2 separate regions of the Mus musculus genome follow, and region 2 is linked to region 1. Evidence: chromatin contacts called from public promoter capture Hi-C data. All regions are on one chromosome and are shown on one strand. Each heading gives the region's core, a stretch centred on a gene start, on an enhancer-like site or on the middle of the called end of the contact. The rest is flanking DNA. Distances are from core to core; before and after follow the strand shown. Region 1 holds the start of Sumo2 (small ubiquitin-like modifier 2). Region 2 holds the start of Ube2o (ubiquitin-conjugating enzyme E2O).

Region 1 (3,071 bases), core at 527-3,026:
CAAAAATAGTCATGCAATACTGTGATGGTACATTTTCTACTCCTAATTCGGCTGTGTACATGGATTATTAAGTGGAAGTACACTTATCAATTCCTCACCTGCCGTTCACAATAGGCTTTCATTAGTTTACTAAGTGGTGTATGCCTCTTAATCTTAAACTGCACCACAGAACCATCCTGTCCCGCCACCTTCAAATTAATATGATCGTTGTTCTCAGTCTTGACTCCTTCCTGTTGAAAGAAAAATAAGAGTGTAATTTGGAAACTGTGAAACACAAACACCTTTAAAGAAGCTGCGGGCCCGAACGCTTCAGAATCAACAGGTTTCTCTCAGGCTCTCCAACAGCATACAGCTGTTCCCAGCCCCTGGGCTGAAAGATCAGAAACCCTGCACAAAGTGTTACAAGTCTGGTACAGAAGCACTGATACTAGCAAGGCAACAATACACTTAGAAACTCCTTGCATAATTTGTGATGCATCTGAGGTTAAATTTTCTAAAATGGCATTATTTCCTGTCATCGCCCAAATTTGTCGCTTCCCATAAACACCAGTGTCCTTTCTCTTTTCAAAGCTACAACTACTAGAGTCGGTTTGGGGTGGGAGTGAGAAAACCATACCTTGTATTTCAAATTTTACTGCTACCTTCTTGATAAAAGTTAGCAAACTCTGCTCAATGATATCAAATGAACATATCTTTAAAAAAAAAAAACCGAACACACTCAACTGAGGGATATCCCGAGTCTCCCTTTTTACATCTTCCGATTAACGTTCGACTATATAACTGCTTCATTTTCAGTTCAGAGCTTATTTTCCCCCTCTCCTTTGCTGTCATGGCTGCAATACAGTCTTCGTGCAAGTATTCCCGTACATTGCAACCCCAACAGCAGTTCAGCAAATCAAATGTTTATGTCCAAGGATTCGATTCGTCCATCCTGTGTCCCCCTCCAAATAGAGTCGGGGCCAGAGAGTGCCCTGCCCTGGACTGATGCTGGTCCCCTAGTCCGCAGCCAAGAGTAGCCCGTGCCTCCGAGGGCGCGTTCTCAAGTTGAGCCCGTGTCTCTCTGCTCGCACCTAAGCCTCCAACCACAACAAGCCACATGGTTCCCGCCAGGGTGCGGGTTTCTGGGCGCACGGCGGAGAGCGCAGCCCCTCCCCCGCGGGCCCCTTGGGCCTCGAGCCGGACCGACTCTGGAATCCCCCACTCGGGGTTGCCGGAGCACACACCACCGATCCGGCGCGGCCCCAGCCCCGAGAGGGAAACCCCGGGCCGCACGACTCCCGCCTTCGCCGCCGCCCCAGACCCCGCGCGCCCAACGCTTTCCTTACACGCGCCGGGCGCCGCCGAGGAGCCAGCGCGGGGCCGCCGGGCCCGCGGGCTCCCGCGAAGCGCCGCCTGCCCGCCTCGCGCCGCGCCGCGCGCGCTCCGAGGGCCTGGGGGCGGGGGAGGGCGCCGGGCCTCCTCGGGCGCGGGCGGGAGGAAGAGAGCGAGAGAGGAAAATGGCGCGGAGCGCCGGGCCTGAGCCGCCGCTGGCCCCGTGGGGGGCCCCGGGCAGGCAGGGAAGCCCGCGGCGGGCTTCGGCCGGACCCCGGGCCGCGCCACCCACCGGTCCGCACGGTGAGGCGCAGCCGGCCGCCGCGAGCTCACCTTGGGTTTCTCGTCGGCCATGGCGAGCGCCGGAGTCTCCTCAGCTGCCGCTTCACAAAAGAGGCACCGGGTCCGCACTGAGGGAGCGCACAAGCAGCACCAGGAGCGGCAGGAGGAGGCGGCAGCGGTGGACGAGGCAGAGGGCGCGCGCACGTCGTGCGCTTCCCTCCCCCCGCCCTGCGTGCGCGAGCACGAGCATCCGGGGCTTCTCATTGGCTGCCGCTTCGCGGGAGCGCGCAACGCTTACATAACCACCCCTCCTCCTCCCCCCCACGGCCCGCGCCTCCGCCGCCTGGGCCAGGCGCCCGCCAGGTCGGCGGGAAGAGGCGCGGACACGCGCACCAGTCCCGCCGCGGGGGCGCGCCTGGCTCTGGGCGGGGCTGTATTGTCCTCCTTCTTTGGTGGAGCATAATCAAAATGGCTTCCAGCTGGTCCTCGGCGAGGACAGGAAGGCGCGTGGCCTTAGACGTGGGGTGAGCCTAGGTCGAGAACGGAAGGCCAACTCCACGTAGAAGGGGGCATCTCCATCAAAAAAGCAGCAGCGGGTTGTGAGAAAAACTCCTGTTCAGTAGGACAAATGCAACTCCCCCCTGCACATCAAACTTCCCAGTCCCTTCGTCCTTCCCCATCAACCAGCTTCCCACCCGGGAGCCTCAAATGTCTTCCAACCTGTTGGGAACCCTACTCTTGCTGTGGAAAACTGTTCTTATAGCCACTCAAAGGATTCCTTGCTTGTGGCCTGCCTCCCAACTTCCAGAGAACACAGTCCATCAGGGGAGCCGACCCAACCTGAAGCTCACGGGCCCATCAATCATTTCGTCCCTTAATCCAGTACAAAGTAGGAGTAGGATCCTCGCATTTGAAGAAAATCCTGCCCTCTGCTGTGCATGCCACCCTGTGGCTCTCACTTGGTGTTTTTATTTCCTGTACCCCTGTATTTTCTTCTACTACTGTGTTCCCACAGAGGGGGGAAATACCACGATTACATTACCACCATAGTGCTTCTTCTCGACCAAACAGCTTGAAAAAATGCCCATGCCAGCTGCTCCACCCCCTCAACTCCCACTCACTCCTCAATCCACTGCAATCTGTTGTTGTCCTCTTAGCTCCACTAGAACTCTCCACAAGGTCACCTTTGCTGAAACCAGTAATACGTCCCGTTTCTCACCCCTACTCAACTCCCTTCGACTCTGCACAAAACAGGCTTTTTTTTTCTGTCACCTTAGGCCAGTGGTAGCACACCTTAATCTTTTTTTCTTTATTAAACTTTATTTTAATTGTTTCTTTGAGTTTTAGTACAGACTTTTTCTGGTTTTTGGGTTTTTTTGTTTTTTTGTTTTTTTTTTTTTTTTTTTTGGTTTTTCGAGACAGGGTTTCTCTGTATAGCATTGGCTGTCCTAGAACTCACTCTGTAGACCAGCCTGGCC
Region 2 (2,831 bases), core at 270-2,769, 1.0 Mb after region 1:
TACTGTCTAGGCTTGAGGTGAGAATATCTTAATTTCCAAACCAATCTGAACAAGTTGGCAAGGTTTACTCTCAAAATAAAGTAGAATGGTTTAGGACGTAGCTCTACGTCAAAGTGCTGGAGGTTTAGCATCAAGTTCCTGGGTTCAACCCTCAGCACTGCAAAAAACAGTGACTTAACAGCCTTCCCCCAAAGCAGATCTCTCACTTCCAGGGACCTGATTCATGCTTAGAAATGTTTCCTGATGGGGAGGGGCAGGACAGGAGGAGCTGTGAGGTAAAGATATGTGAGAGACAGATACAAAACCACACACTCAGGAAAACAAGCCTGCAAACCAATCTTGGCTTAGGTTTATGATGTCAGTCCGCTCTTGTAGAACTGCTCCATTCACAAGCCTCTTTCCCGAACAGTGGGAGAATGTGGTATTTGCTTAAGAGCCCCAGGTTAAAACCAAAAGAACGAAAAAACAAGATGCAGCTTTTCCCATTGGTCCCTCTCTCTTCTGTCCACGATTTCATAGGCCACCCCACCCCAAGAAGTCCTAGACACCCAGTCGCAGCTGCCACCATCTCCCTCAGTACTATTAATATCATGGCCCTGGACTGGTTCATCATTTCCCTCATAAAGTTCTCCGAGGCAATTCAAAGGATGCAGAGGGGTTACAACAAAAAAGACGTGGGGCCGCTGCCCCACCATGCATTCCGTCAGCATCTGCTCAACTTCTTGGGTTTTCACCTCTATCTTTGTTTTGGAATACCCACAGCCAAGCCCTCCCCGGCACGGCCTTCCCTTCGGAAAGCACAATGCAGCACGGACCTCCTTTAGCGGTGGGGGTTGTAAGCAAAAAACGCCGCACTAGTGTAACGCCGAACGCGCCTCAGCGCCCGAGGAGGTCCCCACGGGCATCCGTGCGCGTCCATCACCCCGAGGCCAACACCACAGCCGAGCATCGCTCGCAAGGCCCCTCCCCTCGCCCGGAGCAGCCCTGCCGGCGTGCGCGCCCAGGCCGGTGTGATGACGGTGCACCGGGCGACGAGGCGGCGTTCCCCTCCCCGAGCCCTGCCGACCGCCCCGGCCCGCCTCACCTTGGTCTCCTTCACATGCTGCTTGACGCCCTCCGGGTACCACTGGACGCGCACGTAGCCGCGCCGCAGAGGGCTGGCCCGGCCCTCCTCGTGGCCCGCGCCCCCGGCCTCGGAGCAGCCCGAGCTGCCGCGGCCGTCATCGTCGCCCTCCGAGTCCGAGTCCTCGCCGTGGATGAGGCGTACCAGCCCGAAGTGCACCGAGCCGCGGTAACGGCCGGACACCAGGTCGTGGGAGAACAGCAGGCGCTGTGAGCCTGCTTCGGGGCCGGAGTCGGAGGACGGCCCTGAGGCCGAGTCCGTAGCGGGCGCGGGCGGCGGGGCGGCGGCGGCGGGGGCTGCGGCCGGGGTCGGGGCGGCGGCGGCCTGGGCCTGGGCGGGTGCGGGCGCTGCGGGATCCGCCATAACTGCTCTGCGCGAGTCTCGGGCGGCGGCAGCAGCGACAGCGGCGGCGGTAGCGGCGGCGGCAGCCTAAGGCGCGGGGAGGCGGGGCCGGCGGCGCGGGGGCGGGGCCGAGCGCGCTGACGTAGGCCTGCGTGCCGCCGTCGTTAGGGCGCCGGGATGCTGTTGCTAGGAGCCGCCGCCCGGTCGCTAGGGGACGCTGAAGATGCTTGGGGCGGGGGTGGAAGGACTGCCGCGGGGCGTGGCAGGGCTGCAGGAACGAAGATGGATTAGGGGCCTGAGGAAGGGTACTGGTCTACCGGAGTTGAGGGGCGGGGACTGCACGCAAAACTGACTGTAATTTCTTAAAAAAAAATTATGCCCGGGTCTGACGTGGTGGCCACGCCTTTAACCCCCAGCTCTCAGGAGGCAGAGGCAAGCCCATCTCTGTTTTAGGCCAGCCTGGTCTCAAAGCAAGTCCAGGTTACACAGAGAAACCCTGCCTCGAAAAAGCCAAACAAGCCAAGCAGTGGTGGCGCACGCCTTTAATCCCAGCACTGGGGAAGCAGAGGCAGATGGACTTCTGAGTTCTAGGCCAGCCTGGTCTACAGAGTGAGTCCAGGACAGCCAGGGCTACACAGAGAAACCCTGTCTCGAAAAGTAAAAACAAACAAAAGAATAAAAAAGCCAAACAAAAATTTTTTAAATGCGGTTTAGTTATGACACATGCTTTTAATCCCAGCACTTGGAAGGCAGAGGCAGGAGGATATCTGTGAATTCGAGGCCAGCCATGACTTACAAAGTGAGTCTTGCAAGGCAGTGGCACACACCTTTAATCTCAGCACTTGGGAGGCAGGCGGGTTTCTGAGTTCGAGGCCAGCCTGGTCTACAGAGTGAGTTCCAGGACAGCCAGGACTAAACAGAAAAACCCTGTCTCAAAAACAAAAACAAAAAACAAAAACAAAAACAAAACCCAAAGTGACAGGGGAGGGTATAGGGGGCTTTGGGGATAGCATTTGAAATGTAAATGAAGAAAATATCTAATAAAAAATGCCTTTAAAAAAACCAAACAAAGTGAGTTTCAGGACAGCCAGGGCTACAAAATAAAACCAAAATAAATAAATAAAATTAATTGAAATTTAAAATTTTATATATATATATATATATATATATTAGAAAACCCCTGTCTTGAAAAATCAAAAAAAGGTGGGGGGGGGAGAAAGAGAGAAAGAAAGAAAGAAAGAAAGAAAGAAAGAAAGAAAGAAAGAAAGAAAGAAAGAAAAGAAAAGAAGAAAAGAAAAGAAAAGAAAAGAAAAGAAAAGAAAAGAAAAGAAAAGAAAAGAAAAGAAAAAAGAGGCAGAGTCTTACT

The links. Capture Hi-C pulls out chosen DNA fragments and counts their contacts.
Region 2: a promoter capture Hi-C map of pancreatic islet shows a contact between it and region 1. The contact joins the promoter of Ube2o here to the promoter of Sumo2 in region 1. A contact is called at or near these places in 1 of 39 promoter capture datasets (liver) and 1 of 9 other capture datasets (pancreatic islet).

The regions. Positions count from the first base shown.
Region 1 is chr11:115,534,454-115,537,524 of GRCm38.p6, forward strand. Sumo2 (small ubiquitin-like modifier 2) reads right to left here and starts at 1,777. Exons shown (of 4, transcript NM_133354.2): 1 at 1,645-1,777; 2 at 99-230. The coding sequence starts at 1,665.
Region 2 is chr11:116,579,928-116,582,758 of GRCm38.p6, forward strand. Ube2o (ubiquitin-conjugating enzyme E2O) reads right to left here and starts at 1,520. Exons shown (of 18, transcript NM_173755.3): 1 at 1,085-1,520. The coding sequence starts at 1,486.